Regions from separate parts of the Mus musculus genome. Here regions 2 and 3 are each linked to region 1. The links are chromatin contacts, called in public HiChIP or PLAC-seq maps. All regions are on one chromosome and are shown on one strand. The core of a region is the stretch at or near the end of the contact, and the rest is flanking DNA. Distances in the headings are between cores, read along the strand shown. Region 1 overlaps Shcbp1l (Shc SH2-domain binding protein 1-like). Region 2 has its middle 15 kb from the start of Lamc1. Region 3 overlaps Npl (N-acetylneuraminate pyruvate lyase).

Evidence for each region. HiChIP or PLAC-seq counts read pairs in DNA pulled down with a chosen protein or histone mark.
Region 2: an H3K27ac HiChIP or PLAC-seq map of embryonic stem cells shows a contact between it and region 1, with 5 read pairs. The contact joins two enhancer-like sites. A contact is called at or near these places in 1 of 115 datasets of contacts at active chromatin or transcription factors (embryonic stem cells) and 1 of 9 other capture datasets (adipose tissue).
Region 3: a contact with region 1 is called in an H3K27ac HiChIP or PLAC-seq map of embryonic stem cells, with 5 read pairs. The contact joins two enhancer-like sites. A contact is called at or near these places in 6 of 39 promoter capture datasets (cranial neural crest, frontonasal cranial neural crest, liver and 3 more), 2 of 484 Hi-C or Micro-C datasets (brown adipocytes and liver) and 1 of 115 datasets of contacts at active chromatin or transcription factors (embryonic stem cells).

The regions. Positions count from the first base shown.
Region 1 is chr1:153,451,403-153,455,756 of GRCm38.p6, reverse strand. It overlaps Shcbp1l (Shc SH2-domain binding protein 1-like), which reads right to left. Exons shown (of 10, transcript NM_001033162.2): 10 at 3,183-3,544. The coding sequence ends at 3,293. It also overlaps a transcript of Dhx9 not described here. Among named protein-coding and RNA genes, the nearest start is that of n-TIaat13, 5.1 kb to the left of the region's middle. Within about 2 kb of position 2,431, at least 17 of the 459 cell types and tissues checked have an H3K27ac peak or open chromatin away from gene starts, as enhancers often do. A contact at or near this core is called in embryonic stem cells, where this site is marked.
Region 2 is chr1:153,345,658-153,350,011 of GRCm38.p6, reverse strand. No RefSeq gene overlaps it. Among named protein-coding and RNA genes, the nearest start is that of Lamc1, 15 kb to the right of the region's middle. Within about 2 kb of position 2,096, at least 10 of the 459 cell types and tissues checked have an H3K27ac peak or open chromatin away from gene starts, as enhancers often do. A contact at or near this core is called in embryonic stem cells, where this site is marked.
Region 3 is chr1:153,529,776-153,534,129 of GRCm38.p6, reverse strand. The region is part of intron 4 of Npl (N-acetylneuraminate pyruvate lyase); the gene reads left to right. Among named protein-coding and RNA genes, the nearest start is that of Npl, 18 kb to the left of the region's middle. Within about 2 kb of position 2,024, at least 148 of the 459 cell types and tissues checked have an H3K27ac peak or open chromatin away from gene starts, as enhancers often do. A contact at or near this core is called in embryonic stem cells, where this site is marked.

The DNA.
Region 1 (4,354 bases), core at 1,182-3,681:
ATTGTGTCATTGATGTTCTTTTTTACAGAATAAGAGTTGAGCCTATATTCCCCCCTTTTAATGTTAGGGTCTCAGTATATCCAGGAACTAGCTGGTTTGCCTCAACCTCAGAGATTTATTTAAGGTGTGTTAGTAACTCTGGTGAAAAACATCTGATTTTAGTTAAAATATTTGTCTTTGAAAACAAAAGACTAAGGCCAGCATTTTCTATTCCAAATTAGTTTCCAGGGGTTGTGGGTGCATCAGGAAAAGTAAGGCCAAATAAAAGCTATAGAGGCCTTGAACACATTTAGGCAATGGTAGGTGAGACCTATAATGTATGACTCAGTATTTAGGTGTAGAGAAGTTGGCCAGTTCTTCCCATTAACATGTATCCCAAAGTATGTAAAGTTACAGGTGCTTTTGATAATTTTTGAAATTTCCAGTAAGTTGCTAGAGTTCTTTGGGGAACAAGAAATCCTGGAAAACCCAGGCCCTGTGGCATGTTAGGCAAGCACTATTAGTATGTAGTCCTGTGTCTGCATTGTTGGAGGGAGATCAGATCAATGGGGGCCAAACATCATGACTTCCTCTGTTAACAGTCTGTTAAAATTTGTCATTTCCATGTGTGTGAACACAGAGTTTAGTTACTTCATTGCATGTTACATCTAGTCTGATCTCTGTTCTCTTAAAAAAAAATTATTCCCTATATCTTAGTAGGCCTTAGCTTGCTTATAAAATAATTGATCCTATACCCAAAGCATTACCCTTTTGCTTAGAGGATAATTTCTCTGTAACCACTCTTACAAGCTGTACTAGCCATGAATATTGATGGGTTTTGGTGCTTTTGATCTTTACATGGTATGAAAAGTAAGAATTAGAAAATCCCACATGCTCCATTTGGGGTGGAATAAATAACTTTGAGAAATGTGAAGTTGAGTTGTATGCACTGTTCACCCCCCTATATGGTGGGAGCCTAAGATTTGTAGTCTGGAGTTACAGAGAACCATTGAGTATAGTCATGTTTTTCAGTATTGAAACTCAAGAGCCCTCCATAGGTCCAGAACTTGTTCTTCCAGCTCTAGTTTCCCAGATTTGGATGTTAGTCGATGTCATTGCCACAGTCTCAAAGCAGTGATCTCTTCACATGAGATGGAGGTCTAAGCACCAGTTAGATTAAGTAGCTTGCATAGTAGATTATCTCACTGCACTTAAACATGCTTTTCTTTCATTTTTTTAAAAGATTTATGTATGTGAGTACACTGTAGCTGTACAGATGGTTGTGAGCCTTCGTGTGGTTGTTGGGAATTGAATTTTTAGGACCTCCGCTTGCTCCAGTCAACTCCGCTCGCTCCAGCCCTAAGGTTTATTTATTATACATAAGTACACTGTAGCTGTCTTCTGCCACACCAGAAGAGGGGGTCAGATCTCATGGATGGTTGTGAGCCACCATGATGTTGCTGTGATTTGAATTTGGGACTTTAGGAAGAGCAGTCAGTGCTCTTACTTGCTGAGCCATCACTCTGCAGACCAGACTGGCCTCAAATTCATAAATCTGCCTGCCTCCGCCTCCCAAATTCTGGGATTAAATGTGTGCCACCACGCCTGGCTCCAACATGCTGTTCTTAATATGAGCATTAATTATATAGTGTAGCCTTACTACCCTATAGTAAGAAATTGAAAGGAGGTTATCAGATTAAAAGTTTACCACAGAAAACAAACACCAGTTTCTGGAAGCCATGTTCAGATTAGAATCTGGAGTTTGGTACCATGGGGACAGATCAAGAGAATATGAATGGGGTCATCTTCAGATCTGTCCAGACAGCAGACATCCAAGCACAATTGTCACAGAGCACATTGGATTGGTGCTAATAAAATTGTTTTTGACTTCTAAAACAGTTACTGAATTTGAAGGTTTTAGGTATAAATCACTTTTTGGAAGTGCAAGGATGGATCTGTATGCCTTTTAATTGTGGCTGGGACAAATGCATTTGTCAGACTTTGTGATCCTTCAGGTTTTAGCTGTGTGAAAGACTGGGAACCTTGGTAACAATCTTAGTGGCTAAGTCCTTTGTCCAGAACATCAAAAGTTTGTGGAGTTGCTAAAGAGTGGGTGGGGGTTTCAAAAGCCATTTAAAAGGCAGTGTGATCTGGGCAGTGGTGACTCATGCCTTTAGTCCCAGCACTTGAGGCCAGCCTGGTCTACAGAGTGAGTTCCAGGATAGCCAGGACTGCACAGAGAAACACTGTCTTAAAAACAAACACCCTTCTGAGTGAATTCGAATCTTGAGTATATACAAAGGCTTACGGGAGCGGGGTGCCTTAGGGTTTCTGTTGCTATGCTGGTCAAGCATCTTGGGGTGGAAAGGGTTATGAAGGAAGTCTTAGCAGGGACTGAAGCAAACTGCCTTGCTCAGTCCTTCCCTACATCCAGGAGCACCTGTCTGGGAGTAGCTGGGTGTGGTGGAGCACACCATTAATCACAGCACTCAAGGCAGAGAGGCAGGTGGATGGATCTCTTGAGTTCAAGCCAATCTGGTCTACAGTGTGAGGGGGTTCTAGGATAGCCAGGGCTGTTACAACTCAATTGAGGCCCTCTTTTTTTTTTTTTTGGATGCTTATCAAGTTCAGAGGGAGTAATGTGACAAATGGTAGAATGTGTGCTTAGTACTTGTAAGGCTCATGGTTCTGTCCCTGGTTGGTATGCACACAAAGAAGCTGTGTATTGGTCCTTATCAAGGAAACATCCCATTGAATTTAGATTCCCTTGGCTGAGAAAATACAGGTTGTAGGAAAAATAGTTGTCAAAGACATTAATGTTCCTAGTTCTCAGGAACTGTCGAAGCATACTTTATTATGACAAGGTTCAGTTTGCTTATGTGGTTTAGGTTAAGGTCTCTGGGATGGGGAGGTATTCTGGATTATCCAGGTGAACCTAATTACCAAAAATGGCTCAAGCTGGCCACTAACTCCATCTCCCTGGGACTGGGATCATAGGCATTCTTCATTCGGGTGGGGATTCTGTGGCGCTGGTGCTGGAACCCAGGGCTTTGCTTTCACATGCCAGGCCAGTACTTCACCTTCTGAGCTACATCCCCAGCCCCTTAGCTATGCTTTCTAGAGTAAATTCTGTGGCATATGACTCACCTTTATAAAGCTAGAATCTTAGCCAACACATTAAAACCACTAATTGAAAGACAGCAAGCATTTAAACATTTTAATCTTTGAATTTAAAACAACCATTTCTGAGATACAAGAATCATTTATCACATTCCTGAACTATAAAACACGAACGAACACCTATCCAGACACTTTACCCGGTGACTATCCTAATATCCCCCTTTAAGTTGGCTTCTATCCTGTTGTTGTTCATTTCCACATTCAGAGTTTGCATGACTTTGGAGAGCATTTTGTCATCTTTCTTATCTCCTGAAGCAGCCCCTTTGTTGAGAGCTGCTTCTGCTACAATAAAGAACTGTTCCGATGGCTGAAGAATGCTCACTCCATAGCCATTGTTGTTGTAGATATGATTGTTCGTCATCTTCAGTTTGGGTGCTGGAAGAACCTGTTAAATTGTTTGAGAAAATAAGCTGTCCAGTGATTTGGTATAAAAACAACAAACTTAAGATGGCACTGAGACTGACTCTGGAGTCAACAGGGTTCTTTAAAGCTACAACAGTTAGCTTCACATTCATCAACCTTAGTACACATGTGAATGAAAAAGTATAGGGTTTTTTCATGTTTTATCCTAAACTGATATAAATCATTGTAGCTAGGGGATGCAGCCTGTTAACGTCTGTAACATGATCAAACATGAAAATTATTTCAGGCCGGGCAGTGGTGACGCATGCCTGTAATCCCAGCACTTGGGAGTCAGAGGCAGGCAGGCAGATTACTAAGTTCGAGGCCAGCCTGGTCTACAGAGCAAGTTCCAGGACAGCCAGGAAACCCTGTCTTAGAAAACAAAACAAAACAAAAAAATTCAGACAATATGGTAAAAAATACAATAGGCCAATAAAACAGCATGATTTGATAAAAGGACAGGCTGCCAATAAACTAGAATGCTCGTTACAAGTAACCACTTCTTTTAAGAACAGTGATTATAATGGAGTATTCACTCATTACAGAGAAATGTGTCTCAGGTAAAAGGTTAACATGAACATACTACACAGGGAACTTGGCAGGGATCTGGTTTAAACCATACTGTGGAATAAGGCTCAAGGATATGCAGGGGTTTGTTGTTGGATTTTGCTTGCTATTTACTTTCCATCCTCCTGCCTCTGCTTTCTTTCTTGGCTCTGCTCACGCTGGCCTTCAGGATGCTGCAGTTCCACTCATCCACCAGGCAGTGTCGGTGTTGTGCTGTTCTAAGGTG
Region 2 (4,354 bases), core at 847-3,346, 110 kb after region 1:
TGTGCAGTGTATTATGAATATGTGTGTGTATATGAATGTGTGTGCGTGCACTAATGAGTGTGCATGTGTGTGTAACTGTCTGTGTAGTATCTGTATGAATGTGAATGTGTGTGTGTGTGTGTGTGTGTGTGTGTGTGTATGTGTTTGTAGGCCAGAAGTCTGGTATCTTTCACTATTGCTCTCTACCTTATGTTTTGAGACAGGCTCTTTCTCTAAGCCCAGAATTCAGTGACTGGGTAACAAGCTCTTCATCACCCTCTGGAGACCCACCTGTCTCTACCTACACATGGGGTACAGATGTGCACCCCCATGCCTGCCTTTTGACATGGGTGCTAAAGATCTGGACTCAGGGTCTCATGTTGAGTGACAAAATCTTTCATGCAGAGTCGCAGCACACACATCTCAGCCTCAGATAGGGAGCCCACAACAGACCAAGGCACATGTACCACCCAAGCCCAACTTGGTGAAACAAATGAGCTTGACTGGGGTTACTTACAGGAATCCAGGTGAGGGGTTACTTACAGGAGCAGAAATGACTCAAAGACAGCTGCATCTCCAAGGTCCATCCCAGCATGGGTGACAGACAGCTCACATCTGCACAGCCTGCAGGTAGCTCAACAGGCTGAAGAATTGTCCTTTCCAGGGGATTCAGTTGGTCTAAACCTCTGACAGGCAGCTCTGCTGGTTCCTGTTTCTTCCAGAGAGCTGGTCTGGTCTCAGTCTTCTTCGCAGCTCAGCTCTCTCTTCTGTCTGAGGGGGACTCTCTGCTTTTATGACTTACTTTCTCAGTGAGGGGGGGGGTCTAATGAATTTGGTCATTTTCAGGGACTTTTGGAAGCTATTTTTAGTTGTTTGACCATTCTGTTTAAGGAGCTTCCTGCAGGATGTGGTGTTTTAGTCTCTGAGGAGACGGTTAACATCTCATTAGTAGAGCAAGGCCTTACCCACTGAGCTATCTCCCCTTTAAACTGTTCTATACTGAGATGGGACTTGCTGTCTTCCTGCCTCAGTTTCTTGGGTAGGTGGTATTACAGGCAGGTGCCACCATTTCAGCTAGATATTTTGTTTTCTTGATTGAATTGTGAATTAAATTGAATTCCATAGGATCTAAAGCATGAGTTTTATTTTTGAAATCTTACATCTTCTCAAATTCTTAACTTCCAGATGCCTAGCCTTAATATTAGCAAGGATGAGAGAAAGGTCCACAGTGGCTGTTCGTTTGTTTTATTGGCAGGGTCTCACTTTGTAGTCCAGGCTAGTCAGGAAATCACTATGTAGCCCAAGCTGGTCTTGAATTTGCAAGTCTTCTTGCCTCAGCCTCCTGAGTTCTGGGATCACAGGCATGAGGTACCTCCTAGGCCAAGGGGGAGCCTCTGGGGAGTGTAGATGATGGCAGACTCACTGAGCAGACAGGTACTGTCTGAATAGCTCTTGGTTTTTCTTTAAGGTGGGGATGAACTTGGTTAAAAGTCTTGCTCTTTAATTTCAGGCAATCTGGACTCAGAGGCATTCTCCAGGAGTGGACTTTGGGAAGCCCTCGACTTTACATTTTGCCTGTCTCTGGCTGTTGACCTGCTGAGCATGTGCTAAGAGGAAGTCTTGCTTGGGCAGTCTTCCCAGGACAGTGGGAGACGCTTTGTGTCTTTGGAACCTCATAGCTGCACTGTGATGTATCCCCTAGGTGAGGCTGATAGAGATACTTTATAACCAGTGTCTTCAGAGGGAAGTTCCAGAATAAGGAACAGTCTAATACAAGCAAAACAAAATGGTCCTGTTGCTTAGTGACTTCATACTCAGATTATAGAAGTTCTTATTTTAGGTCACACATCTTACCTCCACAAATATGTCCAAATGCTATTCACGCTGAGCAAAGAAAAGCTGTTCTTAAATTTACTAAAATGACTGTCTTCCAAGACTTCAGAGCTGAGACACACCTTCAAGTTACAAGTACAGAGGATTTGGTATTTTGAGATTTACTGAGTTACTAAAGAGCTCTGTTGAGGTTTTGTCTGTTGCTATGTATTATAATGCTAAACTCTGTCTAGGCCTAGGAGTGAATTCTCACCTTTACCAGCCTTTGTTGTGCAAACCTTGTTCCCTAGTGTAAAACTATTGGTTGAATTAAGATGCCTACCGCCTATAGCTGGGCAGAAGAAAGGTAGGTGAAATTTCAGCTCCCAGGCTTGCTGTTTGAGGTAGGACCGTGAGAGGGAGGAGGGAAAGAGGTGATGGGAGAGAAGACACCAACGGGCAGGTGAATTATGAAAACATGGCCATGAGGGCTGGAGTAAGAGCAGTCCAGGCAGAACATGGCAAGTTATAACTGGGCTATTGATAGGGAAGTAGATAAAATAGCACAGAAGGTCGATATCTGCCCAACTCCACTGCTGTTAAGGTTCATTATAAATGTAAAGACTTTTATCTGGGAACTGAATGATCAAAGGAAGGGTAGAAACTCCCAATTAATATTAATTTTAAACCACAACAGAGCTATTTTTATTAGTGTTTATTTGATTATTTACTGAGTTATTAAAGAACTACTTATATATACACACTATTAAAAGTACCTGTACACACACACACACACACATTTATTTTTTGAGACAGGGTCTTCTGCAGCTTGGGCTGACCTTAGCCTCCTAACTGAGCCACCACACTGGTGTATTTTAGTGTCTATTTGAGGACTGTGACTTTTAGGTTGTGACACACTTTAGCATATTGAGATGAATTACTCACACTTTCATGTTTCACAACTGATAAAGAAGCAAAAACAAGCTAATTTTTAACACACACAGTCACAGTTTCCGAGATGTAGCGGGTTGATATTGTGACTCTGTAAAGAAGGACAGTAGTGGGTTTTTTTGTTTTTTGTTTTGTTCTTTATTTTGTTTTGCTGTTGCTTTACAAATTTAAACACATATTGATCTCTTTAGAGTGCTATAACAAAACCACAGAGTAGGTAACTTAAACTACAACCAAAACGACCCAACCAAAACCAAAACCCCCTACAACACCACACAGTTCCATGGGTTGGAAGCTAAGACCTAGACGCTGGGCCGTTTGACCCTGACGAGACTTCTTCTGCTTTAACACATGGTTAACACAGAGGAAAACAGATCCTTGGCATCTCTTCTTAAAGAAACATTAATCTCACCAGCCTAAAACATACTTCTATGTTCTGACTTATCTACGACTTCTCAAAAGCTTGTCTCCAAAAACCACCTCAAGGGCTGGCTTTATGCAAGGGGGGGGGGGGAGGGACCACAAAAATCTAGTCATCAGCAATAATTTAAAGGGTTGCTCATTTTGTCTTATTGAAACACTTTCGGCCTTTAAATTTATTGTTGTTGTCGTCGTCGTCAGGGAAGGGGTGCCATACAAGCGTGTTTACCTGCAGAAGTAAGTTAGAGGATAACTCTAACGAGCGGCTCTTTCCCACCTTCTGGTGGGCTCCAGGGACGAACTCATATCATTAGGGTTGTGCCTTTACCTGCTGAGCCATCCTCTCAGCTCCAACTTCTGGTTTAAATATTTAAAAACATTCTTTGATGATTTTATACATGTATATGTCTCTGGTCGTCTTCACACACATCCCCCATTACCCATTCCACCCCATTCCTCCTTGAACATCTTTTTCCCAGCGAGTCGCGCTTGTATTTCTTACTGTGCCTTTTGGGTTTTGTTTTTTGCTGTTTTGCCTGTGACCCGCTGGGCGTGGGCAGGGGGTTATTTACTGGAGCATGGGCAATTTACCAGTGGCTGCACTCTGGAAAATACGACTGCCTTCCCCCTAGCAACCATTAACTGCCAGGGGCGCCTCGGGGAGAGGTGGACCCTTACGAATCCCTTCCCCATCCATCCGTGCGGCTTTTGGGAGTTGCCAGGGTGCCGGTTCCCAGAGAGTAAGACGTATATATTTCCCTCTCAACAGACATTGCATTGGTTTTATTTCCCAGTCTTCAACCATTTGCTTTGACCTGGCTACCGGCTCATGAGCTCTTCATTTTGTGATTGGCTGAGAGGATTCCGGAGGTGGGCACTTCCTTTTCTACTTGGTGGGGAGGCGGTGGGACTTCAAGCTCTACAAAATTCCTTCTGCCCACTGGCCTTGTGTAGCGATCATGTTGGATTCCTGCTTTCCGTGCTGCACCACTAACTTGGGTAAAAACTTGGCTCTTACAGTGTAGTCCTGACTAAGCCATCAGTGCCTAGCTAAGCACGAGTGTTCAGGGTGAAAAGGCGCCTTTGCTGTTTGTGTGGAGGCTACACTGTATGCCCCTTGTCTGGACAGCACACACGAAGTCCATGAGTGTACAACATTAGCGTTTAACTCAACTTTAATAATCGCGAATGT
Region 3 (4,354 bases), core at 775-3,274, 79 kb before region 1:
ATTAAGTATACACGGAGACAAAGACGTGGTTGGAAGTATTCAGATAGAGACAAGATATTGTCGGTTAGTAGTAACAGCTGAGCAAGCCCCCCCCCCCTTCCTATATAGCTAAGTGTGGATTGGAGGAGCCCAAAGCTGGTGTCTACATGGGGAGGCTTCTTCATCCCCAATGGTGGGATGCTAGCACAGCTTGCCAGAGCGATGTTAGGTAGACTTTTTTTCTTACTATGTTTGTTTATTTTTATTTGTCTATTTTGGGTGGTTTGGGTTTTTGGTATCATTTTGATTTGGTTTAAGTTTTGATTTTTTTGAAGCAGGGTTTCACTGTACCCCCCTGGCTGTCCTAGAACTTGCTCTGTAGACCAGGCTGGCCTCGAACTCAGAGCTCCACCTGCCTCTGCCTTGGAGTGTTGGAACTAAAAGTGTGCGCCACTACTGCCCCGTGGTTTGTTTTCGAACTGAAGCAGGCTGAATCACCTGCCAAGTTCCTTTATTATCATTATGATTATTATTATCATCACCATCATGATGTTTGAGAGTGTGAGCTTCTGAGTTTGAGGCCAGCCTGGTCTACAGAGTGAGCTCCAGGACAGCCAGGGATACACAGAGAAACCTGTCTTGAAACCACCACCCCTCCCACAAATAAAAATAAATTTAAAAAAGAGAGAGTGTGTGTGAAGGTCAGAGGACAGCTTGAAAGAGTCAGGTCTTTTCATCGAGTGGGTCCTGGGGATAGAACTCTGATCCTTAGACTTCTCAGCAAGGCTCCTTTACCCATTGACTCATCCCTCCAAACTCTTTTATTTTCCCCTAAGGGAGAGACTTTTGTTAACCTGGCTGGCCTGGTTCAACTCATTATGTAACCAAAGATGACCTTGATTTTTTTTTTTTTTTTTTTGGTTTTGGTTTTTCTAGACAGGGTTTCTCTGTATAGCCCTGGCTGTCCTGGAACTCACTTTGTAGACCAGGCTGGCCTTGAACTCAGAAATCCGCCTGCCTCTGCCTCAGTGTTGGGATTAAAGGCGTGTGCCACCACGCCCAGCTTGTTTTGATGTCCTTGAAACTGGGTCTTAAGTAACTTAGGCTGACCTTGAACTTTTGATCCTCCTGTCTCCACCACCCAAATGTTGGGATAGCAGGTGCAGTGTGACAGGAACTAATGCCCTAGTATTTTTATTTTATTTTTTATTTTTATTTTTTGAGACAGGATCTTTTGACATAGGTCTGACTATCTCACTATATAGACAAGGCTTGCTTGAACTCAGAGACTCACCTGCCTCTGATGCTGAGATTAAAGGTGTGCGTACCACGTTGCTTGCTTTCTCCAGACTGCTCTATTCTTTAGACTTAGGCATGCTAACTAATGTCAAAGTCCGTCCCCCTTCCTCCCTCTGCCATGTTGCTCTTATGTCTTTAGTTCAACTTTGTCTGTCTGTAGGCTCCTGCAGTACAAGCTTACTGTCTTTCCGTGAAGTTTCTCTTTCATTCAGTCCTGGGGCGGGAGTGGTTCTGCAGCAGTGCAAAGGTGGATTCGAGCTGGGGAAGGGGAGCTGTGAGGGGAGCTGTGAGGGGAGCTGTGAGGGGAGCTGTGAGGGAGCTGTGAGGGGAGCTGTGAGGGGAGCTGTGAGGGAGCTGTGAGGGGAGCTGTGAGGGGAGCTGTGAGGCCGCGAAATGCAGAAGCAGGGCTGAGGTTTCCTTTGTTTGATGGAGGGCGGGAAGTCCTGCCCTGCTGCCACGCAGCTGCAGCTCCTCCGGGAAGCTGAGGTCAGCTTTTTCTCTTCCTACAGAGGATTCCTCTTTCTGTATTCTTTTCCTCTGGAGTTTGCCCCCCCCTTGTCACTTTTCTTTTTATGAATACTTTTATTATTTATTCGTTTTATTGTATGAGTGTATGTGGTAAGTTATCTGCGCCAACGAAATGAGCGAATGCAAACCAAATTAAGGTAGAAAGGCAGGTTTACTGGGGAGTAGCTCTTCACCAGCCACAAAGGAAGGGGGTCAGTGCAGTTGCCATGGAGAGCGAGACAGAGCGGAAGAAAAAGAGAGAAAGCATGTATGCAGAGAGAGAAGAGAGAGAGATGCAGAGAGAGGTGGGGAGGAGAGAACCAAAATGTCTGGATGATAGGAAGCCCAGCTCTTGGGCTGGAAAGTTCAGGGTAGAGGGCAGGCTGTGCCCATGCCCTGTAAGAGGTAGGAACTGAGGGATGCTGGAAGAACCTGGAGGCCAGGTCGGCTTTGGTATGTTAAATACACATCTCAGCTGCTTGTCCCGGGTCTGAAACCGGGACAGTATGTAGGTGTACCACAAGTGTGCTTGCTGTCTACAAAGGCCAGAAAAAGATGTCAGATTTGTTAGCATTTCTTCTAGGTTCCGCCCTACAGTTACCTGGCAACAGCCAGATGTGCCTGACTCCTTATAAAGGGGACTGCTGGCCCTCTCCTCACTCTCTTCTCTTGCTCCTCTTCTCTTATTCTCTTCCTCTCGTCCCCCTCTATCCCCCCTCTCCCCTCCTCTTTCCATGTGTTCAAGGTCAGTCTCTACTCTCTTTGTCTTTCTCCATCTCTTCTACCTCCTCAACTCCCATCCCCATGCCCTAAATAAACTCTTTTTGGTTTTTGGAGACAGGGTTTCTCTCTATAGCCCTGGCTGTCCTGGAACTCACTTTGTAGACCAGGCTGGCCTCGAACTCAGAAATCCGCCTGCCTCTGCCTCCCGAGTGCTGGGATTAAAGGCGTGCGCGCCACCACACCCGGCCCGGCTCTCTTTTCTATTCTATACCTTCCTGTGACTGTACCTCAGAGGGAAGGGATGCCTCAGCATGGGCGAGCAGAGGTACCCCCTTCCCATGCACCATACAAGTTCATGCCTCTTCCAAACATGTCCCTGGCTTCTTTTTCTTTTTTTATTAAAACACTTGCGTTACAGACAATTGTAAGCCACCATGTTAGTGCTTGGAATTGAACCCAGGTCCTGAAAGAACAAGCCAGTGCTCATAACCACTGAGCCATCTGTCCCATCCCATGTTATGTTCTTGGTAAACGGAGCTCATGTTCTTAGCTGCAGAGTCCTGCATGTCCTGGGAACTGAGCACACTCCCTTTAATGCCAGTCAGGACCCGGTGATCTGGCTCAGCCCTCGAATCCACATTTCCTGCTATATCTTTTACTTTAGATGAAGCTCTTGAGTAGAAGAGTTCTATCTCCAGATGTTTTGAAGAAAGCCTATGTACATTTGGATTCTGAAAGAACTGCCTTGCTGTGGTCTTTTACAAAATTTTCCTTTCTGCATGCTGTTGTGTTTTATAAAAAAGAAAAGGATGCCAGGGATATGTTTGGAGGTTTGGTACTATGTGGGGGAAGGGGACTCTGCAGGCCATGCTGAGGCATCCCTTTCCCCTGAGGGACCTGCCACACGATGGTATAGTATAGAATAGAATTTATTTAGGGCATGGGGAGGGGAGTTGGGGATGTAGTAGAGTTAGAGAAAGGGGGAGAGAGAGAGAAAGAGAGAGAGAGAGTAGAGGCTGGCCATGAACAGGTGAAGAGAGATGGGGGAGAAGGAGGGCGGAGAAAAGGGACAAAATGGGAAGAGGATAGGAGAGCAAGAGAGGAGAGTGAGGAGGGGGGCAAGCAGCCCCTTTTATAGTAAGTCAGGCACACCTGGCTGTTGCCAGGTAACTGTAGGGCGGAGTCTAGAAGAAATGCTAACACATGGACTTGTATATAGAAAGTGTGTGACCTGTAGATAGACCATATATTTTTTTTTCCCAAGTGCTTTTGATCAGGTAGTCAATTTTATGATTATAAAAAGATAGAGAGGTATTAAGATATGTTCTATAGGGGTGTGGTGAGGTATGAGGGGAAGAGGTGCCTCGGGGGCGCCCATGCCAAGGCATCCCTATCCCCTGAGAGACCAGCCACACAATGGTATAGTATAGTATAGAGTTTATTCAGGGCATGGGGAGGGGAGCTAAGAGGGTAGTAGAGGCAGAGAGAGGGTAAGAGTAGAGAGAAGTAGAAGTCGACCATGGCCATGTGGAGAGAGGGGAAAAGGGAATGGGAAGAGAGGAAGAACAAGGGGGCAAGAGGCAAGGGAGAGAAGCAAGAGAAAGAGGAGGGGGCTAGCAGCCCCTTTTATAGTGGGCCAGGCCTACCTGACTGTTGCCAGGTAACTGTGAGGGTGGAGTCCAGACTAAGTACCAACAGACAACACCAGGAACAAATAAGATTTTGTGAATTGGGAGGGCTGAGTATGATGTTGTATACACACCCCTCCTTTTTTTTTTTTCTTTTGGGTTTTTTGGGGGGTTTGTTTTTGGGTTGTTTTTGTTTGTTTGTTTGTTTTTTTGGTTTT